Regions from separate parts of the Mus musculus genome. Here region 1 is linked to region 2. The links are chromatin contacts, called in public HiCAR-type maps. All regions are on one chromosome and are shown on one strand. The core of a region is the stretch at or near the end of the contact, and the rest is flanking DNA. Distances in the headings are between cores, read along the strand shown.

Region 1 (3,903 bases), core at 1,005-3,504, 46 kb after region 2:
GGGGACAAAATTTGCATATCATTCTTCAGGAATCTTCCACCTCAGTTTTTAAGGCATTGTCTCTTATTGGCCTGGAACTCACCAATTAGACTAGGTTGCTTGGCCACTGGGTCCCAGAAATCCACTTGGCTCTACTTCCCCAGCCCTGGGATTACAAATGCACTACATTGAGCCTGGCTTTTTGGTGTGGTCTTTGAGAATTGAATCCAGGTCCTCATGCTTGCAAAGCAAGCATTTTAACCAGAGAGCCATCTCACCGACCCAGAAAGGATGATTTGAAGGTAGAATAATAAAGGGTTTTCATCTAAAGGTATCTCACTTGTGGCTAACAGTTTCATTAAGTGGCTTATGATCCAATTATTTTTGTTGTTGTTGGGACTTAATTTTTTTCTTTACTGTTTGTTTTGTTTAGTTCTTATCTCAGGCTGACCTGGAAAATAATAATTTCAAAGTTGTGGCAATCCTCCTGCCTTGACCTTCTGAATGCTGGGTTTATAGATGTAAGCCAACACACTCAGTTAAAATATGGCATTACAAGCAAATGTGAACATGATAGGATTTATTTACTTCCTTGGTTCTTTGAAATCACTGGGTAGCCTAGGCTGGCCTAGAACTTAAGGTGACTGTCCCATGTCAACTTCCTGAGTACTAAGATTGCAGGCACATACCATCATGCCTAAGACAACAGTTTTTGCAGTAATCTTATCAAGTTAACAATGAGAAGGCTAATTTTTAGGAAAGGGATGCTGGACAAACTCTCTAGTAAGCACAGTTTACTAAAAACATCTATTCTCTTCATCTTTCATGCCTTCAAGCTATTGCCTTTCCCTTTTTTTTCAAAAACAATTTTTATTAGCTATTTTCTTCATTTACATTTCAAATACTATCCCGAAAGTCCCCTATACACCCCCCACCTCCCTCTCCCTTGCCTTTCATGTTGTCTCCCATCCCTGCTATTCTGGATCTACTACTCTTATGACAAACCCGGTTTGGAATTTGCAACCTGTTTTTGGTTTCATCCTATCAAACCATTCTGATGTCATTCCTGGGGTTCTGCTCTTTTATGTTCTGTAAATTCCAAGCCAGATAGATACAACTACTCTGCATGCAGATCTTGTTTTCTGCTGTAGTCTGGCTGAAGTAATGGGCCCTAAAACTTGACAGAAGACAGACTCTACATGGATTTCATTGGAGAAGCATGCTGAAATGTACTTTTCAAAAGACTGTGATCAAATTAGAACCTTTGCAGCTATTTTGAATTGTTCCCACATGGACACATTTAGTAGGTTGGAAAACAAAAAAAATCCCCTAACCATATGGCATAGCTTAGTGAGTACCAATAAGGTCCAAGTTGTAGTTGAATTTGAGTGGGTGTTTAATCTCCCTGACCAGAGATCCTGAGGCAAATTATAGGCAATTTCATTTTGTCTATGCATTCATTGTCTTAAGTAAATGTTTTACCATTTGTAAGGTGGATAACTCTTCAAAGTATGACAGTAGATGTTAGCGGTTTTTATGTATCATATGTGTTCTTCTCCTTTCGTTAAAAGTTGTGCATATCATCTTTTCAATGGAAGGGAAATTTCTCCCTTTCAGGGAACTTTAGCTCACTTTAGCCAAATTCTACTAATCCACAGTACTTCCTTTCCCATGATGCATCATCTCCATTTCTTTCCCTGGGCATGGTGGTATAATATCCTGAGGCAACTCGGTTGGATACTAGGAGTTCTGGTACAAATCCTATACACACATTTTCTTGGCCCGCTTCTTCTGACACTATGAGCATCAAGGCCTGACAGGTGTGATCCTCTGGTTCTAAGACTGCATCCTGAGGCCATCCGGGAAAAGACTACAACTCCCAGGATGCTCATCCGCCCCGCCCCTGTACCCCTCCCCCAGCTAGAAAGCGAGTATCACAGAGAAGACGAGGCAACATGGCTCCCGGAGGTGGAAGGCAGAGGCTTCACCCCCTTTGAAGCAGTGAAGAAGAGCAGCGGAGGGGAACGGGAAAAGAGGAGTGACTACGACTTTGTCATCGCTTTTATCTTCCCAGCCTCTTCTGAGTCTGGTCAGCCTCACCTCTGCTCTCCACCCGCACCCAGTCTGTGGTCTCCTCCCCTCCCCGCCCACGTTCCCTCGCCCCTCCCGTTCTCAAACCCTCTCTCCGCCCCCCTCGCCCCTACCCCCCGCGGAGTGCGCACGCGCCCGCCTCCAGCTTCGCGCGGGGATCGCCGACTGGCCCGCTTGCGCAGCCGCTGTTCCTTCTACCCACGGAGGAAGCATGGGCGTCCAGGGCTTCCAAGAGTTCCTGGAGAAGCGCTGTCCCGGGGCTGTGGTGCCTGTGGACCTCCTCAAACTCGCGCGCACCGTCTCGCGCCAGCAGCAGCAGCAGCACCTGCACCGCCAGCTGCCGCCAGCAGCCCTAGCGCCAGGGGCTCCACGCATCACCAGGGGCTCTGCTCCTCTGCCGCCGCCGCCGCTCCCGCCCGCTGCCTTTGGTGCTTACTCCGGGGGCGCGGGGCCGTCTCGGCACCATCACCCTGCTCACCATTTCCACCACCATGGCCAAGCGCCGCCAGGGCTGCATCCGCCGCCGCCCCCTCCGCTGCCTGGGGCTCGGGTATTGGTAGACGCGGGCTCGGCGCTGCCGCGGCTCTATGGTGGCTACCAGACGGATTGGGTTTGTGGCGGCCAGTGGAATGCCATGCTGGGCTACTTGTCAGCGCTGTGCCAGGCTTGTGCCTATCCGGGCGGAGACGGCCTGGAGCTGGTGGTCATGTTCCCTGGGGGCCTGGGGAAGGACCGACTGGCCGAGTGGGGCCGTCGGTGCCAGGCGGAGCGGCAGACTGCGCAACTGATCGTGGGACACGTGGGCAACAAGGGCACCCCTCCACCGCGGGCCTGGTTCCTGCCACCTGCCTGTCTGAGCCACTGCGTGAGGCTAGCACTCATCCGCTTCCGGGTCAAGGTGAGGGAGGGGTTAGATTTTTAAATGAAATGCCCCACACCTGTTCCTTCCAGACTAAACACCTAACCATTCACCGACCTACCTGCCACCCACTCAGTCAGCTAACTTACTGGCGACCATTTTATCCCCTCGTGCCCCCGTCATATGGCCTATTAATTCCCTTACCTACATGATTGTATCTCTAGCCATGCCATCCCCGTAACCCCCTTTACTCACACAATTGGCCTACCTGTTGGTTCTAGCAGAATTGACTCAAAATTCCTCCGGGCTTCATGTTTCTCTTGCTATCATCCCCCTCAAACTGAAATATGTTTTTTCTTCATTTTCCAGTTGACATTCCCTCCCCTATATCTGTTTTCAACCCCATGGCAAATAAAACAGATGTTAGTCGAACACCTTTGTTCTATAATTTTCCCCCATTTGACACCTAGTACTTCTTTTTTCCCCATCCATTGAGCCCTTTTCATTTCAACATGCTTTTATCTTGGCATGCCTTAGCCCAAACAATTCACTGATTGAGTCACTATTCAGGAAGATGAACACGCTCAGTAGGGGGTTTCAAAGACGGTTGGGGGTGCGGGGAGGGGCTCTCAAAAACCCCAAGACGCCATTCTTGGCTTTGAAAGATCAAATGCGCAGCATTTACTTGCTGGTGTAAATATGCATGGTGATTCTGTTTTCTGGTATGTAAGTTGCCAGTTTGGGTAGGTGGGTGGGGTGATAATCTGTGGGTTAAAATGGTCCTGGGAAACTTCCTGAAAAAGATAGACTTGGAGAATGGGCTAGATCTGAATGGTTCACAGGTTTTGGAGGAGGTTGTTTAATTAAAGAGGTTGAAGCAATCGGGCAGAGGCAAAAAGAAATACCAAGTTCATGAGGCTCCATGGGTTTAAACCGAAGGCCAGCCTCTGAGTAGTTGAGCCACTGCATATGGA
Region 2 (3,564 bases), core at 652-3,151:
ATTCACCCTGCTTCTGCCTCCTTTTTGATGGTATTACAGGCACGTGGGAAGATATATTGACCTCTCGCTTTTTCAGTCCTTGTCCTTTAGGACTCTTGGAGTAAGAATTTATAACTATTCTTGCCTTTTATTAGTAGACAGCTAATTTATATAGTCAAAGAGACTAGTTTATCTTTAGGAAAATATAAGATCCTTCTAAGATCAAGCTTGTTATTTAGCAAAGGAGACCATAACACTTAAGTAATGATACTATGGCAATATGTTTTGTCATGTTGAGTGCTGTTTAATATGTCATGTTTGGTTTGGTGTTTGGTTTTATATACCAGATTAACCTTAGACTTGCTAAACTAAGCTAGAAGTGATCTTGAACTCCTGACCCTGTTGTCTCCACCTCCCAAAGGCTGAAATTACAGGCATGTGCTATCATAGCAACAACAATATTACCACCACCACCAACAAAAGAAGTTAGCACTATTAAACAATTCTTGATCTACTTTGAAAAGTGCCACGAAAGCCTGGCAGCCAGAGTTTAATTCCCAGAATCCACAGTGGAAGAAGAGGCCCAACTACTGAAAAATTTCTTCTGACCTTCACAAACACACATATCATACACATATAAATAATAATTAATACAGCAAAAGTTACCTAAAATACATATATATATACATGTTTGATGTTACATTGCATATATTTTAATTTTTCTGTACATTCAGTACTATGAAGTTTAGGTATACTGATATTTTTATGGTACAATAATCATTTTAAAGTGCTTTTTTATTTCTGATGTTAGTATTCTAGTTATGTTTTCTGGGGTATTGTTCTGGTTTGAAATAAGGTCTTGACATGTAGCCCAGGCTGGTCTCAAATTTGCCAAGTTCCTACTGCCCCAGCCTTCTGATTACAGGAATTTAATAAATCTTTTAAATCATTCTGAAATGACCATTGTCTTTTATAGCTGCCTATGTTGGTTATGAGTACTTGATTTTGGTTGGGAAATACACATTCTCATAAAGGGCCTTTTATACTGGGGTTGGAGAGATGACTCAGTGGTTAAAAGCACTTCCTGATCTTCAGTTCCCAGTACTTATATCTGGTGGCCTACAACTCCAGGAGTTCTTATGGCCTCCGCAGATACCCACACATTTTTGCCATATAGTCTCTTTCTCTCTCTCTCTCTGTTTCTGTCTCTCTCTGTCTCTCTCTCTCACACACACACACACATTTTATGAGGTATTGTTATGGTTTGAAATATGGTCTTGCCGTGTAGCTCAGACTAGCCTCAAATTTGCCGAGTTCCTACTGCCCCAGCCTCCTGATTACAGGAAACAAAAACCTTTTTAAAAAATCAATCCAAAATAGAACCAGGTGTGATGGCACATGCCTTTAATCCATGCTCTTGGGAGGCAGGTGGATCCCTTTGAGTTTGAGACCAGCCTGTTCTACATAGAAGATATATTATAACATCACCTCAAAACAAATATCAAAGCAAAGAATAAAACAAAAATATCTATTCTGTCATATTTTTTAAAGATATGATCTTACTATGCAGCTTTTCCCACTAGTGCTAAGGATTGGACACATACTTGAGCAATGCTAGACAAGGGCCCTGCTGTCACCAATCAATTGCCTATGGTCCTTTTGTTCTACTCTGATAGAAACTGTGGATAAAAAAAAATTAGGTCTTCAAGTACTGGTTCTTGACATTTTTTTAAAATTCCTTGGTGTTTGGTACTAGTGAGCTGAAGGAGGAGGCAGTGGTGCTCTCTGGTCTTACAGGTCTGATGCAGGCCTAGTAGCAAGACACTTAGCTCTGAAAATGCTAGAGTTATTACACAGGGCCAGAAAGTTGGGATTTCTTAGCCCTGGGCAGCAGGTGGCATTGCAACTGATAGGCAGCCTTAGGTATCAGAATTCCTCAGCCCTTGGCAATGGCCAGGATTAGAGCTCCCAGGGTAGGGTTTCTGAGATACTCCATGCATATGTCTTGACAGCTCTCTGGAATTCTTCCAATGACCAGGACCAGCAGTTTCTTTTCTCTGATTTTTTTTTTTTATATATATATATAGCTTTCAATCCTTTTCAGCCTCAGCTCCCTTTCCTTTCAACTTCCACCATCCCCCTAGTTCCTGACTGGCCTCTCAGTTGAAGTATAGAGCTACCTCTTCTTCAACTGCCAACCACTGAACCTTACTGATTTTGAAGCTCAGCCCACTGACAACCAAACTCTGTCTCTTCTTCAGCTGTCAGGCAGCCAACTGCCTTGCCACTTTCAATAGCTCAGGCCTGCACACTGATCAGCTCTCATTGCCTCTGCTTGCTCTGCTGTTTCTTTGTGTTTTCAGACAAGCCTATACTACTGAAAATAAGCAAGACAAGACCACCCAGGAGAAGAAGCTTCATCTGGGCTTAATGTTACACCAGAGAAGCTAGCACAGGATTCAAGAGGGTCTTAACAGTCTGCATATATAGCTAGAGGAATATTTGGGTAAAACACAGCATACCTTCCACAGCATTGTCCGATTAGCAACAGCCACAGCAGCCCCTCTGGTAGGCCACCAGACATTATTCCCTTCTGGCCTTGGAGGGAGAAAGGAAAATGTTTTCAGACTCTTCTGAGCTCTGCAATGCTTTTGATAGCAAAAAGCTGAGAACACATTGTTAGAACAGTCCTAGTTAAGACTGTGCCTCTAACTCCAGGAGCTAGAGCAATCAGGTGAATTTGTTGTGTAATTTTCTCAAGGCATCAGTAGGGTGTTTAAAACTGCTGGTGCTAGCATAAGAATGGTCCAGCTGGCTGGCTGACAGTCTTTGTACTCAAAGCAACCATGGAAGCAAGGAAGAGTCCAAGAGCTACTAGTTAGGGAGTCAAATTGCATAGTCCCCTAGTAACTGGGGTTTTTGTTTTTAAAATAGGAAAGCAAACATCAGGAGTTCTTAGAATAGGAAGGCAAAAGAATTTATCATTAACTCTTTAACACATTTTGATAGTGTTAAAACCTGGCCAGTGGCTAAGGGAATGAATGCCCATTCCCTTTTCTGTCTCACTACCCCTGAAATTCATCCCTAGCCCTTTAGCATTATTTTGTCAGTATGGTTTGTCCATAGTAATTTATTAGACAATACTAGACACTATAGACCAACAATTAATTGTAAGCTGAGATTTTTTACCCCTTAGTTTGTACAATCTATAGTTGTACAGTTTTGTATTTAAAAAGTTACATTTCAAAAATTGAGGCCAGGCCACAGCCTTGAATCCCAGTACCCAGGAGGCAGAAATGGGCAAATCACTATGAGCTCAAGGCTAGTCTGGTCTGCATAGTGAGTCCCAGGCCAGCAAGGTTAGTAGTAAGAGCCTATCTCAAAAAAGCGATATATACGATAATATTCAGGTAACATAATGAAAAAGCAAGCTAAAAAACAAACCTGTACTTCTTATACTGTACCCCATTACTCAGAGGCACTCACTGTGAACTGTTTGGAACATATATTGCTGACCTTTTTCTGTGCATATCCTTTTTTTGTAAAATAAATAACAAACATGCTATTCTATATTTTTTTGCTTTA

The links. HiCAR-type assays count read pairs that join an accessible place to other places.
Region 1: a HiCAR-type map of astrocytes shows a contact between it and region 2, with 1.6 times the contacts expected there. The contact joins the promoter of Fam120c here to the enhancer-like site in region 2. A contact is called at or near these places in 1 of 484 Hi-C or Micro-C datasets (cortical neurons), 4 of 115 datasets of contacts at active chromatin or transcription factors (CD8 T cells, astrocytes and embryonic stem cells) and 3 of 9 other capture datasets (adipose tissue, liver and pancreatic islet).

Annotation. Positions count from the first base shown.
Region 1 is chrX:151,341,969-151,345,871 of GRCm38.p6, forward strand. Fam120c (family with sequence similarity 120, member C) reads left to right here and starts at 2,255. Exons shown (of 16, transcript NM_198105.2): 1 at 2,255-2,968. The coding sequence starts at 2,282.
Region 2 is chrX:151,296,605-151,300,168 of GRCm38.p6, forward strand. The region is part of intron 19 of Wnk3 (WNK lysine deficient protein kinase 3); the gene reads left to right. Among named protein-coding and RNA genes, the nearest start is that of Gm26441, 36 kb to the left of the region's middle. Within about 2 kb of position 1,902, at least 13 of the 459 cell types and tissues checked have an H3K27ac peak or open chromatin away from gene starts, as enhancers often do. A contact at or near this core is called in astrocytes, where this site is marked.